2 separate regions of the Mus musculus genome follow, and region 1 is linked to region 2. The links are chromatin contacts, called in public HiChIP or PLAC-seq maps. All regions are on one chromosome and are shown on one strand. Each heading gives the region's core, a stretch centred on a gene start, on an enhancer-like site or on the middle of the called end of the contact. The rest is flanking DNA. Distances are from core to core; before and after follow the strand shown.

Region 1 (4,492 bases), core at 541-3,040, 380 kb after region 2:
TCGAAGGGTACTGTATTAAAAAGAAATAAATTAACTGGGGGCGGAGAGGCAGCTGCAAATCAGTCATTGTTTTCTGAAAGGCCAGGTTATCTCCGGGATTTTTTTTCCCCCCCTCGGAGGCTCAACCAATCCCCACCTTTTCTGAGTTAACCAGTCTCCAGGCAAGCCGCGCTTCTTGATTGGCTCGGAGACACCGAGTAGAAAAAGCAGCCAATCCTTCGCAAGCCAGACCTGTGCTATGGAGACGTTACAACCACTGCATGGCAAGAGTGTGTACAAACCTGTCGGTACAGCAAGGCCACCTCCCACTCCTAAAGACATGTGCGGAAGGATTCCCTAAAGCCAGCGGGCCCTGCCTCCGATCTGGCTGGCATCGAGTTAAAAAAAAAATTCTTCCCGCTCTCTTTTTGGGGCAGGAATAAAGAAAGTGTTGTAACCAAAAGCGCGAGCGGGATAAACTGCCCCGCGGTCTGACTCCGTCTCTCGAAGCCCGGTTTTCGGAGAGCGAGAGGGAAAGTTACGGATGGGAAGGGGTGAGGGTCGCGGGCGCACCCGCCCGGAGGGAGGCCAGCCTGCCGGTGTGGAGTGAGCTTGCGAGCGAGCGTGCGTGCGTGTGGTTTGGAAGTGAGTAAATAAACAGCTCTACGGGCACTACCAGCCCGGGCAGGCGGCCCAAGTTCCCACAAGGCTCGGCCTGGGAAAACGGCGGGGCGCTCGCAGGGGCGCGAGGTCAAGTCGGGGCGGGAAGGCACCCGGAGAATCCGGGGGCGGGAGGGGTGTGTCGGGGCCTGGAGGCCCGCCAGGCGCTGGAGGAGCTGCCGGGGAAGCTGCCGCGGCGCCCGCCTTCGCTCGGCCTCGGGCCCCGCGCCAGGGCCCGCCTCCCGCGACGCCTCACTCCCCTTCCGCCCGCCCGCCCGCCCGGCCCGTGCCTGCCCGGGGTTGCCGCGTCTCTCGCTCGCCGCCCGCCTCGGGCCCTCCTCCTCTGGGACTCCGCGCTCCCGGGATCCCCTCCCGCTCTTTTCCTCCCCGAGTCCCGCCGCCCGCCTCGCCAACCTCCGCCTTTACCTGCTGCGGGAGCGGGGCGTCGAAGCCCCCGGGCCGTGTCGTCGAGTAAGCGCCGCGGGTCCGCAACCCTTTCCCGCCGCCGCCAGCCACTACGCTCTCCGGCGCGGCGCGGCGCGGCGCGGGGCTGGCGAGCAGCTGTGTCCGCGGGGCGGGGGTGGGGGAGACGCAGCGAGCGTGCGGAGCGAGGACACACTGCCGCTCTCCGTCCGACCGGGGAAGAGCAGCCGCGCAGGAGCCCGCCGCGAGAGGGCGGGTGGGCGGCCGCGTGGGGAGGGGTCTCGCGGCCGCCGCAATGGCTGCCACGTAGCCAGGTGGATCTCCGCCCCCGCCCCGGGGCCGCGACCTCTGCTGCTCCGCACACCCCCCACCCACCCACCCCGGGCTCTCCAGGATGCGTCGGCCCGCGCCCGCCACGGCGCCGGCCCGGAGACCCGAGCCCACCGGTGCTGGCGCCTCGCTGGCTCCGTTACGAGAAGTGAGTCCCGGGCCTGGCGGGAGGCGCAGCCCGGGACCCGCGGGGCCCCCCGAGGCTCTCCCGGAAGCTTGCGGCCCGCCGCTGTCCCCCGAGGGCTCCGGGGAAAGGCAGGCGCTGGGACCCCCCCTACTGCTGCCCGTGTAAGCGCCCCGGTGAGCCGCGGCCGGGTCTAACCCTCACCTCTCTCCCGAGCCCGAAAAGCAAAACAAGGTCGTTCTGGCCCTGGGCAGCGAGGGAGGAACTAGGAGCTGGGGCGGGCGGGACTGCAGCTGCGAGGTCGGCGGGGCGAGGCGATGGGCCCCGCGCTGTCCCCCACGGGGGCCCGCTCACTCGGGGCGGACGGGCGGCGGCGCCCCGCGGGAACAAAGGGCCCCGCGGCCCCAGCAACCGGGACGGAGGCTGCCGGGATCCAGCCCGCGCCGCCAACGTGCGGTCGGAACCCGCTGGCCTGAGCCCAAAAGAGCTGCGGCCTTTGCCAGTGTGGAGCTGGAGTTTTCAGGTGCCAAGAAAAAGCAACAGTGTTCCCTTTCCCTGTTAACGATCCTGGATGATTAGCCCGTCCCCTAAGCCCGCTCCATGTTTTTCCTTGTTGGACTCTGACTTCCTTGCTTAATTTGTTCTGTCCTGACATGAAACGATCAGAGTACAAAAGTGTGTGTCTCTCTCTAGCCTTCTGATTAATGATGCTACTGGTCGTTTCGGAGTTTTTAGTTTTGTTCTTTTTGTTTTTGTGTCTGTTTTCTCCTGGACTTTCCTCTCTCTTTGCAATTACTTTGTATTTTTCACTGCCCCCCCCCCCCGTAGTAAAATAACCTCTTGATATTCATCCACATCAGAGAGACAGATTATCTGTCAATTGTTATGGCAATTATTTAAACTGAATGTAGATTTGGAAAGAATACAAGTGAAAAAAATCCCTTTAGATCTGGCTTGAACATTCTCACACTCAATGAGCAAATGGTCTAGTGGGGTTTTTTCTAGAAACTGGTGTATTTAAGCAAAGAAACTAGTGTACTTAAGCAAATAAATGTTCTAATGAAATCTCCCACACAGAAAAGAATATGAATGGATGTGTTTTTTATTTTCTTTGTCTTTTTAGAGATCTCTTGAGTTTCAGTGTTTAAAAATATATACTATACAAACATCTTTATTAAGGCTTATTCTAAATATGGTAAACAAAAGAAATTTAATAGTCTACAATCCCGAGCGTAAGTAGCTACTGCTGAGAACCTAACATTAATCTGTTTCTAAGCAGCTATTAGGAGCCTAATAACTGTAATATATGCCACTTTTGAAATGAAAGAAACTTAGTAATTATAGACTTCAAACAAACCTAGCAAATTTATATTAATTTTGTTCATCTGAAATATGTTCAACGTGATAATAAAAACTTGTATTTAAGTTCTTGAATTTCTTTTGAACATCTGTTAAGGATTTATCACATCTTAAGTCCAAATAATAAAAGGGGGGAATTCTTAAACATTAGAAAATATATTTCAAGGGACAGCACCACCCAATCTGAATTACTTTTGCTTACTATGTCAAAAGAAAAGTATCAAACCCATAAAATTCTCACAGATGTAAAGAACAAAGCCATCTTTACCAGTGTGCACAATGCCAGGCTTGCTTTATGAATACTTCCAAGGACTCCTCTTTCCTTATTGGCTCACATTCTAAGCCAATAGGAAAAGTACAACACATCTTTCAAAGGAGGAGACAGCATTGGAATAAATGGATTGTTTATCACATTCATTCTCTCTCCAGCTTAGGTCCTGTAGTTTCAAAGGAGACATGTAAGAGTCTGAATTACTGAGTCTCCAGACAGGGGTGCTACTTCTCAGGGGTGCAACTCCACCTCTGCAGTCTTCCAGTTGACTAGAGTATAATTGGTTATAATTAATTGTGTGAAAGTAGTATTTAAAATACCAGATGAATATGTAGAATGGCAAAATGCTACCAGCTAATACTTTTAATAATGAGGTGACTACTCAAATTTTAGTTAAAAAACTGGCCCTTAAAGGAACTAGAGATTTGTAAATGTTTTCAGAACATTTGGAACATATTTATTGTATAAATTATAAAGCTGTTTGTTTATATTTGCATTTGGAGCCTAAGTATGATTTCATTGCCACAAAAAGTAATGTATGGCACCTTTATTTCCCTCTGCTTAATTCTAGATTTTACAGATGTATGATCTCTTACTGGATTACCAACTCCTGGAAGATAGGTTGTTTCCTGCTCAGCCTTGTATTCCTCACTGCCAAATTCAGAAACTTGTACAAAAGAAGCAGTGTGCTATGTTAAAGATGGGATAAACAGGGATAGCAAATCAAAAAGTCCATCTGCTTCTCTCCTTAGTTACATAATAGCAGATCAGTTGTTTTAGTTCCCCTGTCTTCAGATCTCATCTCTCATAAGGTCTGGGAATGTAGCTCAGTAACACCCTACTTACTGTTCTTGTCTCGTGTGTGAAGCCTCAGACTACAAAAGCCAAACAAGTCCCATGGAAATGGGATAGTAGGTGCTACCGCTGTTATCTAAAGTAAACACGTTTCAGTGGATTGTGTCCTTACCACATAGACAGTGGTGTTCTGTGCCCTCAGAGTTGCTTCAGTACTCCAAAGTCAGTTACATCTTTCAGGTAACACTCATAGTATCTATTCTGTGATAAGCTGTGAACACGTGTTAGAAACTCAATGTGAGTGGGCTCGATCAGTGAAGAAAATGTAATTTCCTACAATTGTCCATCTATAAAAAGCAGGTATTAACACTTAAGATTTTCAGGGTTGCAGATATGCACACTGCATCGTTTGCCATGAAAGTGTGAGGGCTAGCTTTCAGATCCCTAAGTGGTGTGTACCTCCCTGTAATCAGAACACATGGAGGGTGGAGATAGGATCTCTCCTGAAAATCAGCTAGCTAGGCCAGCTGGGTTTTCAAGTGAGGTGTCCT
Region 2 (4,433 bases), core at 1,757-4,256:
GAAAGGCCCTGTTCCAAACAAAATAAAAATGAAACCAGATAGAGAGATGGCTCAGTGGTTAAGGGCACTGACTGCTGCTCTTCCAGAGGTCCTGAGTTCAATTCCCAGTAACCACATGGTGGCTCACAACCATCTGTAATGGGATCTAATGCTCTCTTGTAGTGTGTCTGTACTCATATACATAAAATAAATAAACCTTTTTTAAGAAAATGAAACCAAAACAGAACAAAATAACCTTAAGTGGTGAAACAGATTTTTTTTTTAAAGACAGAGATTTGTAGCCCTAGCTAGCTTGAAATTGCCATAGATATCAGACTAGCCTTGAACGAGCAGGGATCAATCTGTCAAGTGTGGGGATTACAAGTGTGTGCCACCACCACACCAGGCACCAGGCAAGACTCTTTTTCTTAGTTTTGTTTGTTTGTTTGTTTGTTTTTTTTGTTTTTTTTTTGTTTTTTGTTTTTTTGTTTGTTTTTTGTTTTTCGAGATAGGGTTTCTCTGTAAAGCCCTGGCTGTCCTGGAACTCCCTTTGTAGACCAGGTTGGCCTCAAACTCAGAAATCCACCTGCCTCTGCCTCCCAAGTGCTGAGATTAAAGGCATGTACCACCACGCTTGTCTTTTTTTTTTTTAAGTACTTCCCTTGGGTCAGCTGGATTCCTGCTAAAATAATATTTCTTTTTGTTGTTCTTTATTTTCAAAAGTAATGACATGGTTCTTAGGACAGCAAGGCTTTGCCAAGGGTAGGCCCAACTTCTGGAGACAAAGTTATCTTTGTGTATCCACAAGTAGGAGGATCTGGTAACCCCAGAAAACTCAATGGGGCACTGGGACTGCATTGACAGAGGATCCCATGCCTATTGGTGTCTTTCCGTGTTATGCCTACCAGCTAATATTTGTAAGCAATTCCTCTACATATTCTACTGCTTTAGACCTTTAGACCTACGCAGGGAAGAAGTCCTTGGTTACTGATTCGATTTGGGATTATCTAGATGATAAAAACCAAGGGGCCTTGAACTTAAGAGCCACTCATGAGGAACTGAAAACATAGGCCTACACTACTGGGCCTGGCCCCTAACTTTGGATTGTTGTCACCAAAGAACCCTACTCCAAGAGAGAACTGTCTTTTGTGGTCTTTTCTAGATGGATCCATGATTCTTCCTAATGTTACATGCAACTTTCAATGAAAGGCCATTGCTGATGTCTGTAGACCCTGTTGTTGTGTGATTAAACTTCCTATGAGATGCAACACATGTCTCCTTTCTTCACCCCAGATAGGAACCCCTAAGAGACTATAAAGTACAGACACCACCAAAGTCCAACTTGGTGAACCATGAGTCTTAATGGGATTACTTACAGGAATATGTGTGAGGGGTCACTGACAGGAGCAGAAATGACTCATAGACACCTGCATCACTAAAGTCCAGCCTAGCATGGGTGACAGACAGCTCACAAAGCTGAGAACCTGGAATGCTCTGCATTGCCTGCAGGCAGCTCAAGTCGGTTGGAGACTGTCCTTTCCAGGTGCTTCAGTTGACCTATACCTCTCCCAGACGCCTCGGCTGGTTTCTTTTCTTCCAGGCATCTGGTGCAATCTCAAAAAGCCTTCTCAGCAGCGCAGCCTCCTTCAGTCTGAGGGGACTCTGAGTTTGTACTGCTTCTTCAGGCAGGGCATCAGGGCAGGGCCTGGTGCATCTGCTCAGTTTCAGGGACTTCCCTGAAGCTATTTTGAGTTGCTTAAAGAGCAGGCGCTTCCTATTGGATAGAATGTTTCAATCTTGGAGGAAATTGTTACAGTATCTGCCATCTTCCCTCCCCCTCCTCCATTTTTTTTTGGTTTATTTTTGTTTTGTGTAAGTGTTTTGTTTGTTTTGGTATTATAGTTGTCCATATTATATGTGGGAGAAAAGAGTGGTTATCTGCTAGTTTACCATTGAAACTGGACTCCATTCTGGAGATGACTAATGTGAATTAGAAGTTGTGGGTATATAAAACTGTAACATGTTACACTGATACACTTGTATTGGGCCTTATTGCCTAGTATTAAGTAATCACACTCACTATAGGACTTGGCCTGTGGCATCGAAGCTTACCTTTTTTCTCTTGGGACAAGGTATCAGTATGTAACCCTGGGTGGCCTTGAACTTACTCCATAGATCAGATTGACCTTTCCTCCAGGGTCTGGGGTTAAGGTGTAGGCAGGCCACCATTGGCTTTTACTTACGCTCTTTCCCCAGAACATAGAGTGGGTTCCTTGGAAGCAGGAAGCTTTTGTGTTTGTGTAACATACACAGTCCTCAGGTATTTTGAGTGGTCTAATACAAAAAGCAGGTTCTTCCTCTAAAGACGTCACCACCTAGAATAAGATTTCTGCATCTCATAGGCATTTCTTATATGTAAATATATAGTCTTACTCAGACACTATCCTCCAATTTTTTCCAAAAGCATTTCACCAAAGTGTGTCAAAGAATCGATAGGATGAAGCTTTAGTGAATTGAGGCAGGAAGGAACCTGTAGCAGCTGAGCCTCTAGAACCAAGGCATGATGGGAGGTGGTGGGGGCTGACGTGGAGCTCAGGTGCCTACCACCCCATTCTGCAGTAGCATTCTTTCAAATATCTAACTTACCCAGGCTTTATTTGTTTTTTGTTTTGTTTTGTTTAGCACCCAGTGCCTGGCAGCTAAACCTCCACACATCCAGCCCCACACCATACCGGAACTTCGGTGGTACACTCAGAACACAATTCAGAAAAGAAGAAAAGGACATTTCCTTGTGACTAGGAAATGCTTTCTAGATGATTAACAGGAGAAAGGTAGATTTTTCTCAAAGTCAGGTTGACCAAAGGGAAAACTATCCCAAAGAGGAAGGTCACTGTGAGGTGACTCTCCCTGCCCTGGAGCCTTGTACAGTGTGGTTTTCTGGTGGGTCTGTGGTATTGAGTATCAGAAGGGAGATGAGGAAGGAGGGCAGGTTGCTGGGAAGTCCTGAGAGCTACCTCTAGTCGTGTGGGCAGAGCAAAGAGAAACCAGTCTGAGCCAGCTCTCCCCACCAGTGTAAGCAGCAGGTTTGCCCAAGGCCCTGCTTTGCTCTTTGCTCCACACTGTGAGTTCCAGAAGCTACCTGGGGATCTATGGCGATGTTTCAGTGAGCAACAGAACCCACGGGCTCAGCTGGTGTTAATGAACCTTTTAGGAAATGAGCCAGTTGGAACCTTCGGGAGCCCCTGGATCCTGAAGGGAAGAGGTGTGACCTCTGATCTCACACATCCCACAGACAGGCTCCTCCCACCTTGACTGAAGCCAATCTGTTAATTCCTCCCCTGGCTCCTGCATTGCCCTCTCCCTCCTCACGTACACCCTCCACCCCATCTGTCAATCACACCTCAGCCTTTGAGGATTACAGGTGTGTGCCACTAAGTACATCTTTATATGGCGCTGGGGATTGAGCTCAGGGCTTTGTGCACACTGGGCAGGCTCTCTGGTTCTGAGATGTATTCTCACTGTGGTGTTCAGGCTTGCCACAAATTCCCAGGCTCCAGCAATGTCTCTGCCTCACTTTCAGCCTATCACTTTGCCCGGCCATATCCCCCTAGTTAAAATAACACTTCTGCCTTTCGTGTTGGTTCTCCCCTCTCTCTTCTTCCTCCCCTACTCTCCCTCATACCGCGACAGAATTTTAGTTTTAATTCTATGCATATGTATGTATGGGTATGTGCGTGGGTGTCTGTGCACATGAGTGCAGATGCCTGTAGAGTCTAGAGGTACTGTGTCCCCAAGAGCTGGAGATACAGGCGGTTAGGAGCTGCCTGGTGTGGGTGCTAGAGACCAAAGTTAGGATTTCTGCAATAGCAGGAGAAGACATCCTTAAACACTCAGCCCTTTTCCAGCCTCCATTTATCACTTTTTTAGCATGCTGTTTGTGTAGTTTATGTAGTCTCTCTCTCCCTGACTGGAATGCCTACTTCATTCATTGGGATGTCCCAAACACCTTAGGGGTAACCTCAGCCACCCCATCAGTGATCCACAAATATTTGTTGAATGAACGAGTTAAACAGCCAGGCTTTTAAACAACACAAAACATGACCCCCAAATGAAGAGTATGTGTATACCTTATGTGTAGTAATCAAAACACAACCAGGGCTGCATCTTCTCACTGAACGTGGGTTTTCTGCGAGGCCACTCTTAGGCTGCCATGTTTTCTGTGGTCTCATTATTTTCTGCATTCACCAGCCTTTCATAGAACCCGAGGACTAAATGACGTCCTAGGCAGAGCCATGGGGCTGCGATGTCACAATCCTTTCTGCACTTCTCCGTTTCCAAATCAAAGCCGCCTCTTCGGCAGGCTTCCTGCCGCTCGCCTGCCTGTAAATCTCCTAGCCCTCCCTTCTGAGCTGCTTTTGTGAATTGCATGTCCTGCAGTTAATTGCACTCAACTA

What was found. HiChIP or PLAC-seq counts read pairs in DNA pulled down with a chosen protein or histone mark.
Region 1: an H3K4me3 HiChIP or PLAC-seq map of embryonic stem cells shows a contact between it and region 2, with 9 read pairs. The contact joins the promoter of N4bp2 here to the enhancer-like site in region 2. A contact is called at or near these places in 3 of 39 promoter capture datasets (the C10 cell line, hippocampal neurons and pre-B cells) and 2 of 115 datasets of contacts at active chromatin or transcription factors (both in embryonic stem cells).

The regions. Positions count from the first base shown.
Region 1 is chr5:65,760,819-65,765,310 of GRCm38.p6, reverse strand. N4bp2 (NEDD4 binding protein 2) reads right to left here and starts at 1,790. Exons shown (of 20, transcript NM_001024917.1): 1 at 1,721-1,790.
Region 2 is chr5:66,138,659-66,143,091 of GRCm38.p6, reverse strand. All of the region lies in intron 2 of Rbm47 (RNA binding motif protein 47), which reads left to right. Among named protein-coding and RNA genes, the nearest start is that of Gm26725, 10 kb to the left of the region's middle. Within about 2 kb of position 3,006, at least 72 of the 459 cell types and tissues checked have an H3K27ac peak or open chromatin away from gene starts, as enhancers often do. A contact at or near this core is called in embryonic stem cells, where this site is marked.